Linked DNA regions of Mus musculus: region 1 is linked to region 2. Evidence: chromatin contacts called from public Hi-C data. All regions are on one chromosome and are shown on one strand. The core of a region is the stretch at or near the end of the contact, and the rest is flanking DNA. Distances in the headings are between cores, read along the strand shown.

Region 1 (4,073 bases), core at 440-2,939, 130 kb after region 2:
GGCTAATGTTTACATTCACAGAGGAATGTGATTGTAATATTGAGCTCATGCCTCTGGAATGTGCATTTTAATAAGAGAAATGCAGGCTCCAGTGTGATATCTCCATGTCAAGTTTTGCGTACATGAATGCACATACAGACACACACATACACACACACAGAGGCACACACGGAGGTAGGCAAACCTGTGATGTTTTCCAGCTTAAACGGTTGAGAGTTTTTAATTAAATGCAAAGACTAACACTTATCGTGCAGAAGGAGAGGATCTAAGCCTGCAGTGTTTGCAGCCACAAGGGATACCCAGTGTGCATGGGCCATTTTTGAACACTGAAGGAGACAGAAGTACCTCAGGATCAGCTGCAGCATCAACAAATCCCAGTGACCTAGATTCAGCTATAGATAATGAACTGGTGGCCTGTGTAGCTAGCTCTGTACCAACAGCCTGTCTGCAGTTCCATGGGCTGCCTGGCAAACAGCGCTGATCCATTTCACCATGACAACCTTGGCTGCTCTACTAAAGGCTGTGTGCAGGGAAATGCTCACTGTCAGCATTGTAAAGATTCCAAAAATTAAGTTTACTCAGATTTTTTTTTTAAATACACATCTCAAAAATCCAACTAAAAAGACATTCTTTAACAGTGTTGGAAGAGCTGGAGAAGGCAGATGTGCACAAGTGTTAGCCTTCTCTAAGCCTTACATTATCAGCAAAATGATCAACATTATGTCTTACTCAGCCAACGGCATCATGATAAACGTGCATCTAACCAAAATGAACGAGTCACTCTCTGAAAGAGAGAATGTACAAGTCAAAAGCCTAAGGAGTTATCTCCCACTGCTACACATATTCTGATCTTTTAAAATAGAAAATATGGAATCAAATAATTTCACAATAAGTAAATGGAAGGGTTTAAGTGGATTTACTAGAGCCTTGCCTCGGAGTTAATGTGTGCAGAATTGAGTTTCATTGGAGAACGACACTAGTATGCCCCTTGGGGGGGCGGGGGAATGGGTCTGTGCTTTGGTAAAGGAATTCCATTTAGGGAGAGCAATTTAGGAAAATCAGGCCCTGGTATGTGCACATGATCACATTAAAATGTTACCTCGGCTTGTCTGATGAAAACCACAGCCCCAAAGTGATCGCATTTGCAGACCTTTATACTGAACACCATGTGCTGAACTCAGCATCCCCTTTTTGTTGAGTTAGTTCAGGAAGGTAAATCTTAGAACCTCCTGCACTGTTGCTGTTTTGTGCACAGGAAAGGGAGTCACAGCAGGCTAAAGAATGGCTCAGGGCTTATTACCAAGGCTGTAGCTCAGGCCTGAGACAGAGAGTATATTTACTCAGGTAGAGTAGATTAACATGTGAGTTTTGTTTGTTTATTTTAGGAACAGTGTCTCACTTTGTAGCTTAGGTGTGCTAGGTAGGTTTTGTTTGTTTATTTGATTTTGTTCCGTTTTGTTTTGGTTTGGTTTTGGTCAACTTCATATAAGATAGGCTTACTTGGGAAGAAGAAGCCTCATTTAAGAAAATGCATTCACCAGATTGGCCTATAGGAGTCTGTAGGGGGCATTTTCATGATTAATGATTGGTCTGTGAGGACCTAACCCACTGTGGGCAGTGCCACCCCTGGGCAAGTGGTCATAGATTGTATAAATAACAAGCTGAGCAAGCCATCTAGAGTAAGCCAGCAAACAGGGTTCCTCCTCAGCTTCTGTTTCAGTTCCTGCCCCAACTTCCCTCAGCCATAGACTATGATCAGAACACTTAAGCCAAACAAATCTTTTCTTCCATGAGTTGGTCTTGGTTTTTTATTACAGCAAAACAAGCAACTAGGGCACCAGGTCAGCCTTGAGCATGCTACATAAGCCAGGTACTTCCCCTTTGAAGGAAGGGAGTGAGAAAAATCATCAACAGTTTAGGAAAAGCAACACAAGGCAATTTAGGGGAACCTACAAGGAAAACAATAGCATAGCCTGGAAAGATAGATCATTCACTCTCTTCTTTAATGGCAGAGATTGCAGCAACATCCCCCTCAAGTCTTCAGCTGCTAGAAAGATTTTCTTCTTCCCACAGCTGCCTTCTGTCCCAATCCCCATGTCTCCTGGTGAGCTAGAACCAATCTCTATCATGTGTCAGAAGACCGCCTTCCTTTTAGAGAAGTGTCTAGCTCTGTTTTCAGCTGTGTGACTGTTGTTTTTCACCCCATGTCCCACTGTCAGTGAATGATGTGTTAGGTTATCTAAATATGTAATACCTTGTTGTAGATCAACCAGTATTTCCAAAACAATAAACACTGAAATGCATCAAACATGAAATAAACATGAAATTCTTCTCAAAACAATTGAGTGTGAAAATGCAACAAAAAGATCAACTTCTTCATGATAAAAAAAAGTGAAATTATAATCCGGAGAACCATATACTCTCATCTTCTTGCCTCCTGATTTCCTGTTCCATTTGCATCTTTGTTTCCATGATGAATTGCAAGCCTTCTTCATGATGCACCATCTCCTTTGGTATCTGCAGTGCAGGTTGCTCTGTTTGATGCAATTTTCTCAGAGAGTTGGCTTAGGACATGGCAGCTACAACCTCCTGGCATAAACTCTATGGCATTCCTATGAATGATTAAGGTAGATTTGAATCGATCGACTATAGGAGTGATCTGAGGATATCACCACCCAAACTGGGAAGAAGAAAAGGCTCAGATTGCTGTCTTCTTCTCTCCAGAGTAATTTTATGTACTCTGTTCTCCACAGCTCCCGGCTCCCCTCTAGCCTCATCTTCCTCTGTCTCTACAGCAATTGGTTGGTCACGCTATTATTTCCTTTCCCAAGGAAACACAGTCATGCTCTCTAATCCTATATGGGCTCCAACATTTGAATGATTAACACAAGTTCAGGGTTTTTTTTTTTTTTATTATTTTTCTTTCCCTTTTTTAAAATAGTTCTTTGAAAAATTTTAAAAAAATTAAGAGGAATTGCAGAATAAAGATAAGAACTTTTGGTTGTATTTCTGGGACACCCTCCTAAAAATCGCATAAGGTTCCAAACTGTGGTCATACCAATGGCTCTAGTAGTAGGTCAGCAAAAAACCCAAAATATTCTGCCTGTGAGGAAAAGAGGAGATGCAAAGGTGGTAGTGAAAGGAGTCAGAATGCATTGTAGACATGTATGAACTTATCAAAGAACAAATTTACATCAATAAAAAAGGAAGAAAACCCACTTTCTACTTGGAAAACAAGAAATACTCACCATCTTTTCAGAGCTAGGCCATTTGATAGAAAAGGCAACACAGTTAGGCCACTTCTTTAATTAAGTTGTTCAATGGTAATATAGTTGTATGATAATTACTTTTTATTGTGTGACGAATAATAAATGCTCTCCTATAGGAAAAAAAAACCAAAGAATTTATTATACCCTAATACTAAACTCATAAAATAGAAATAATTCTATAAAATAAAACTAAATATCTCTTCATTTCAAAAATAGAGACTATGTTATTTTATCAGATTATCTAAGACCTTTCTCATAAATACGATAGTGTCTCTTTCCCACTTTTAAATCACCATTTACTTACCAACTTTTGTGGTTTGCTTTACAAAGATGATCAGTGACTAGTGTGAACGTAGTCTCTGGGCAGGGCTTCATAGTTCCTGGTCTGAACTTCTGTACAGCTTTAATGGAGTTCATTACATAGGCATGCACTGTCTTGTGGACTGAATCATCGTTGTGATTTGATCATAGTTGTGCCAAGGCTTAGAATTACACAGCAGTTAGTGATGCAAAGGACCAGCCAGTTTCAGAAATACCAACACATCCTCTTTCGGGAAAGAATCACTGGTCTTGACCTGCAAAAGTGTTGAGTTAGCCTGAGAATTTTTACATTTTTCCTGCTGCTAGAGATTTATCCTAAAGCCTTGAGCTCTTTATCACTGAAATATATTCCTAGGTATCTTTTTACTCTTTATTATTTTGAGACAGGGTCTCACTGAGTTGCCCAGGTGGTCTTGAAGTCATTCTGTAGCCTTGAACTTGTGATATTTCTGACTCAGCCTCCAAATAGCTGAGATGACAGAC
Region 2 (4,117 bases), core at 571-3,070:
TTTAGCCTTAGGCTTATTACCTCTCCCACCTTTTCCTGTTAGGAAGCACAAGGTAACTGTCTAAAACAGCTCAAAGGCTACTAAAGCCAGATAGTGATTTCACTCACCTAAAATCCTGGCCCTCAGGATGCTGAGCAGTAAGACTGAGAATTCACGTCTGGTCTGGATTGTGTATAGACAAGAATCAGAAGAGACCACTTGGCACAATTCTCAAAAACAATTGGAGAAGCTGGCTCCATCTGCACTTGGTAGGCATACATTATTTTATTAATTGCATGTTTGTGGAAGTGGCAAAAAGACACACTATGATTGTGGACATGTCTTTTTAATTTTTTAAAATTAAATTGTTTATTTATTTAGTGTGTGTGTGTGTGTGTGTGTGTCAGACTACAGCTTTGTGGAGTTTTTTTTTTTTTTTTTTTTTCCCCATTCATCTTTACACGGGATTGAACCCAAGGTAGTCAGCCTTGCAAAACAAGCCCCTTTATCTTTACCACTGAATCATCATCGTACCAGCCCTTCTTACCAGATTGTGGACATTTCTTAGACTTAGTCACAAAACTAGATTAGCAAAGTTTCCTAAATATCTTTCTAAGTAGTTATAAAAAATACCAGGCTCCCTCCCTTTGGGGGTTCCTTCTGAGGACCACTTGCTGAAGAAGAATGGGTGACAGAAGAGGTCAGTGTGTCTTGGGTGGTCTAGACTTTGTTCTGCAGTGAGTTAGTCTAGGCCGCATTCTAGCCAGTCATTTCCCCCATGTACCCAGATCGAACCAGTCTGACCCAACCCAGGCTCCCGCTCAGCTCTACAGAGTGCTCCACGCCTGGGGCAAAGTGAAGGCTTGGCAGCTATCAAAGTCTTCACAACTTAGAAGGAAACTAATAAGGGCGACCACACACCAAAGATGATTTTCTTTGTTTTGCTGTTTTTGTTTGTTTGCGTATTTGAGACAGAAACTCACTTTGTTTACACCCCAAGCACTGTGGTTACAAGTATGGACCAGCATACCTAGCTTGGATGGCATAGTTTAGACCTGTCAGAGCATGTCAAAAATAAAAATAATTAAAAAAAATGGAGTGACTTTGAGCTTATTGTACATATTAGTTTATTATAGTTTCAAAATTATTTAAAATTTTAAGAATTTTCTACAGTCAATGAAGGCCCTGTGCTAAGCAAACAGTTTTAAATTGCTGAATCCCTGTTACAGCATGTGGAAGAGAGCAACTTTGCTCTGAATACACTTTCGTAATAAAAATGTATTTAAGACTGAAGTTATTTCATCTTGTTTGACATTCATAATTAGTACATATTCAGTAATCTGTAGTTTTTAAATGCCTAGGTATGACTGGGGGAGGATGGGGGAGGGAGAACTGAGGAGGGGGGTTGTGGGCAGTCAGAGATTAGCATGGCAGGGTTGGCTCTTCCCTGCTGTAGAGCAAGGGCATCAGCAGTTTAGAAGGGGAAGTAGGCTTCAAACCAAACAGCTGACGCTGAAATCAGCTGGTGGCGGGCCTGGGCGGGGGAGGGGCGAGGGGGAGGAGGGGAGGGGGGAGCGCAGCCTGACTTCCTCTTCATTCTTGTTCTTTCTGCCTTTGTCCAGGGTTAGCAGCGCTTCGATTCCCTATTCTGTTACCCAGTTCCTGGGAAGACACCCTGCCCCCATCCCACCACCACCCCTTCCACTCTTCCTTCTGGGGCTTATCTGCTCTGGCCAGGCAGTTGCGTAGTGAAGATATGCAAACTGTGAAACACACAAAAGCACCTTAGAGACATCTAGAACATTTGCACTAAACACACGCAGGAGAATACAGCGCAACACATTACAGCCTCTTGGGCTCATTTTATTCTGCTGACTTGGAACCAACAGGGAAAACCCCTACCGTCCTTTGCAAGTCCTTTTGTTTTTTTAAACTTCCTCTCCAGACAGCAGAGCAAGGGTAACTAAAAAAAAATCCAATTCTTTACGATGTCTTTTAGTTATTTTGTTTAAATGTTTAACAACTTGTTCATGAAAAGTCTCACAAAAGTACAAGAAAGTCGGCTACATTGTTTAAATCTTATCTCACATTCCCTGCACGTCAGTCAAAATGGAATTACAGCACATTAAGATGGCTACTATCAAAACCATAAACAGAGCCAGAAGATTCCAAGTGTTGGAGAGGATGTGGAAAAAGCAAGATTTTGTTCACTGTCAAGGGATTGCCTATCAACAGTGGTGTGGTGGTTCTTCAAAGGCTAAAAAGGAGGTGGACATGGTAGGGCACGGTGAGACGTGCCTTTAATTCTAGCCCTGGAAAGGCAGAGGCAGAGTGATTACCAGTCCCACCTCTGACTTGAGTACATGCTCCCAATGAACTGGAAAATGGAAATTAAAACTATGCCATCCTTGAACTCACAGCAGACTTCTTCTCAGGCTCAACATGGGAATGTTCTGGAATTAAAGGCTTTAGAGATCATGCCTTTAAAGTCTGTGATTCACACTTCCAAAGAGATAGTAGTCTTAATGCAGGGAGTCCTGATATCTGCTGGGATGGTGATGGAAAGTTATAGTCATGATACTAAATGAGATCAGCTGGTCAGAGAAAGATCTCCTTACATGTGGATCCTAAAGCAGTCAAATGCATGAAGGCAGAGTGGAGTGGTGCTTGCTAGGGGCTGGAGGAGTTGTTCAATGGATCCGGATCCTCACATAAAAGGCCTAGGGCTGGGCATCTTGAGCTTGAGACCAACCTGGCTAAATAGGGAGACTGTCTCAAGACACAGTTGTTTAAGTAGAGAAGATGAAAATAGTTGAAATGGAATTTAAGGATGGAAGAATAGCAATGGAATAGTTCACACCAAATTTTGTGTTGTGCGTATTTTCCAATTAAAACTAATTTTAAAATGGCTAAGATGCCTTTGTGATAGCTCACTGGGTAAAGGTTCTTCCTGCCAAACCTGATGATGTAAACTCAAGGCCCAGGAGCCACATGAAAGGAGAGAATTAATTCCTGAAAATTGTTCTATTAGTCTATACATGTGCACACACTTACACATACACATTCTCTATCTCTCTCATACACACACACACACATACTCACACACATACACACATCATCATGAAAAGTTTTAAGGGGTAGTTTTTCCCACAAAAAAAAAAAATACATAAAGCCAAAAATAGAGCCTCAGGTTTCATAGCTTCATGTCATCACTTAATACAAAAGAACAGCAGGTACATTTATCGAAATTAGAATTTAATGTTGTGGACCACATGACCCCACACCACCCCATCCCCCACTCCCCCAGGCAAGGTTTGAAATAACACTTGTTGATGTTGAATGGTTCAAGGAGTACATGTGGTTGGACAACGTCACCTTGTTCTTTTCAAGACAGAGAGAGCCCGGAGAGCCTGGCAGACAAGCCAGGAGAGGTGATGCCACTGTTACCTAACCCGGTCAGCAGTGTGCTCTACTGTGCCCACTGGACCCTGTACTCTTCAGGGTCCTGCTTCCTCCTGGTCGAAGCTACTCCTGTAAATGGCTACCCACAAAACTGAGTTGCTGACTCTGAGAACAATCCCTTGCTATGTGAATTAACACCAAGCAGGCCTTCAGTGTGATATGGATCTTCTGACATTTAGGTTACCAGGCCAGTAGTAGCATGGGTTATTAGGAGAGAAAGCTATGATTATTAAGGAGGTTATTTGGCAATAGGAAAAGCAGTAAGCATGCTTTGATTTCAGCCTCCTCTCCCTAGGGCCCACACATTTAATGATATCTTTTTACGCTGCACTAGGACGTGGGGAGGAACGGGTATGATTATCTCTACTTTATAGAAGGTGAAACCGAAGCACCGGAAATCATTTGGCTTTGGGACAGTGACTCACTGGTCAGGTCAAAGCAGAAAACAGGCTTCCAGGCTCCTAGATCCAGGGCCTTCTGGCTGTAAATAGTTTGCTTCTCTTCTGCTGATCCTATTCCACAAAGCCAAGCCCTGGAGGTTCCAAGCAACAGGAAAGGCTTGTACTCCCATGACCGCTCTAAGCAGAGAAACCCCCTATTGTGGGGTGCCTGTCAGGGCTGAGAAACTAGTAACTTCAGTGTGACTTGGAGAATGTGAATTTTCCTGATTTCATTT

Evidence for each region. Hi-C and Micro-C count contacts between places; a contact is called where the count stands out from the background.
Region 1: a Hi-C map of bone marrow-derived macrophages shows a contact between it and region 2, with 4 times the contacts expected there. The contact joins two enhancer-like sites. A contact is called at or near these places in 4 of 484 Hi-C or Micro-C datasets (bone marrow-derived macrophages, embryonic fibroblasts, macrophages and 1 more) and 1 of 115 datasets of contacts at active chromatin or transcription factors (embryonic stem cells).

Annotation. Positions count from the first base shown.
Region 1 is chr10:37,357,437-37,361,509 of GRCm38.p6, forward strand. It overlaps Gm31202 (a long non-coding RNA gene), which reads right to left. Exons shown (of 3, transcript XR_380243.2): 2 at 3,574-3,844; 3 at 3,262-3,379. Among named protein-coding and RNA genes, the nearest start is that of Gm31202, 4.9 kb to the right of the region's middle. Within about 2 kb of position 1,690, at least 32 of the 459 cell types and tissues checked have an H3K27ac peak or open chromatin away from gene starts, as enhancers often do. A contact at or near this core is called in bone marrow-derived macrophages and uterus, where this site is marked.
Region 2 is chr10:37,230,576-37,234,692 of GRCm38.p6, forward strand. No RefSeq gene overlaps it. Among named protein-coding and RNA genes, the nearest start is that of Gm26535, 87 kb to the right of the region's middle. Within about 2 kb of position 1,821, at least 167 of the 459 cell types and tissues checked have an H3K27ac peak or open chromatin away from gene starts, as enhancers often do. A contact at or near this core is called in bone marrow-derived macrophages and uterus, where this site is marked.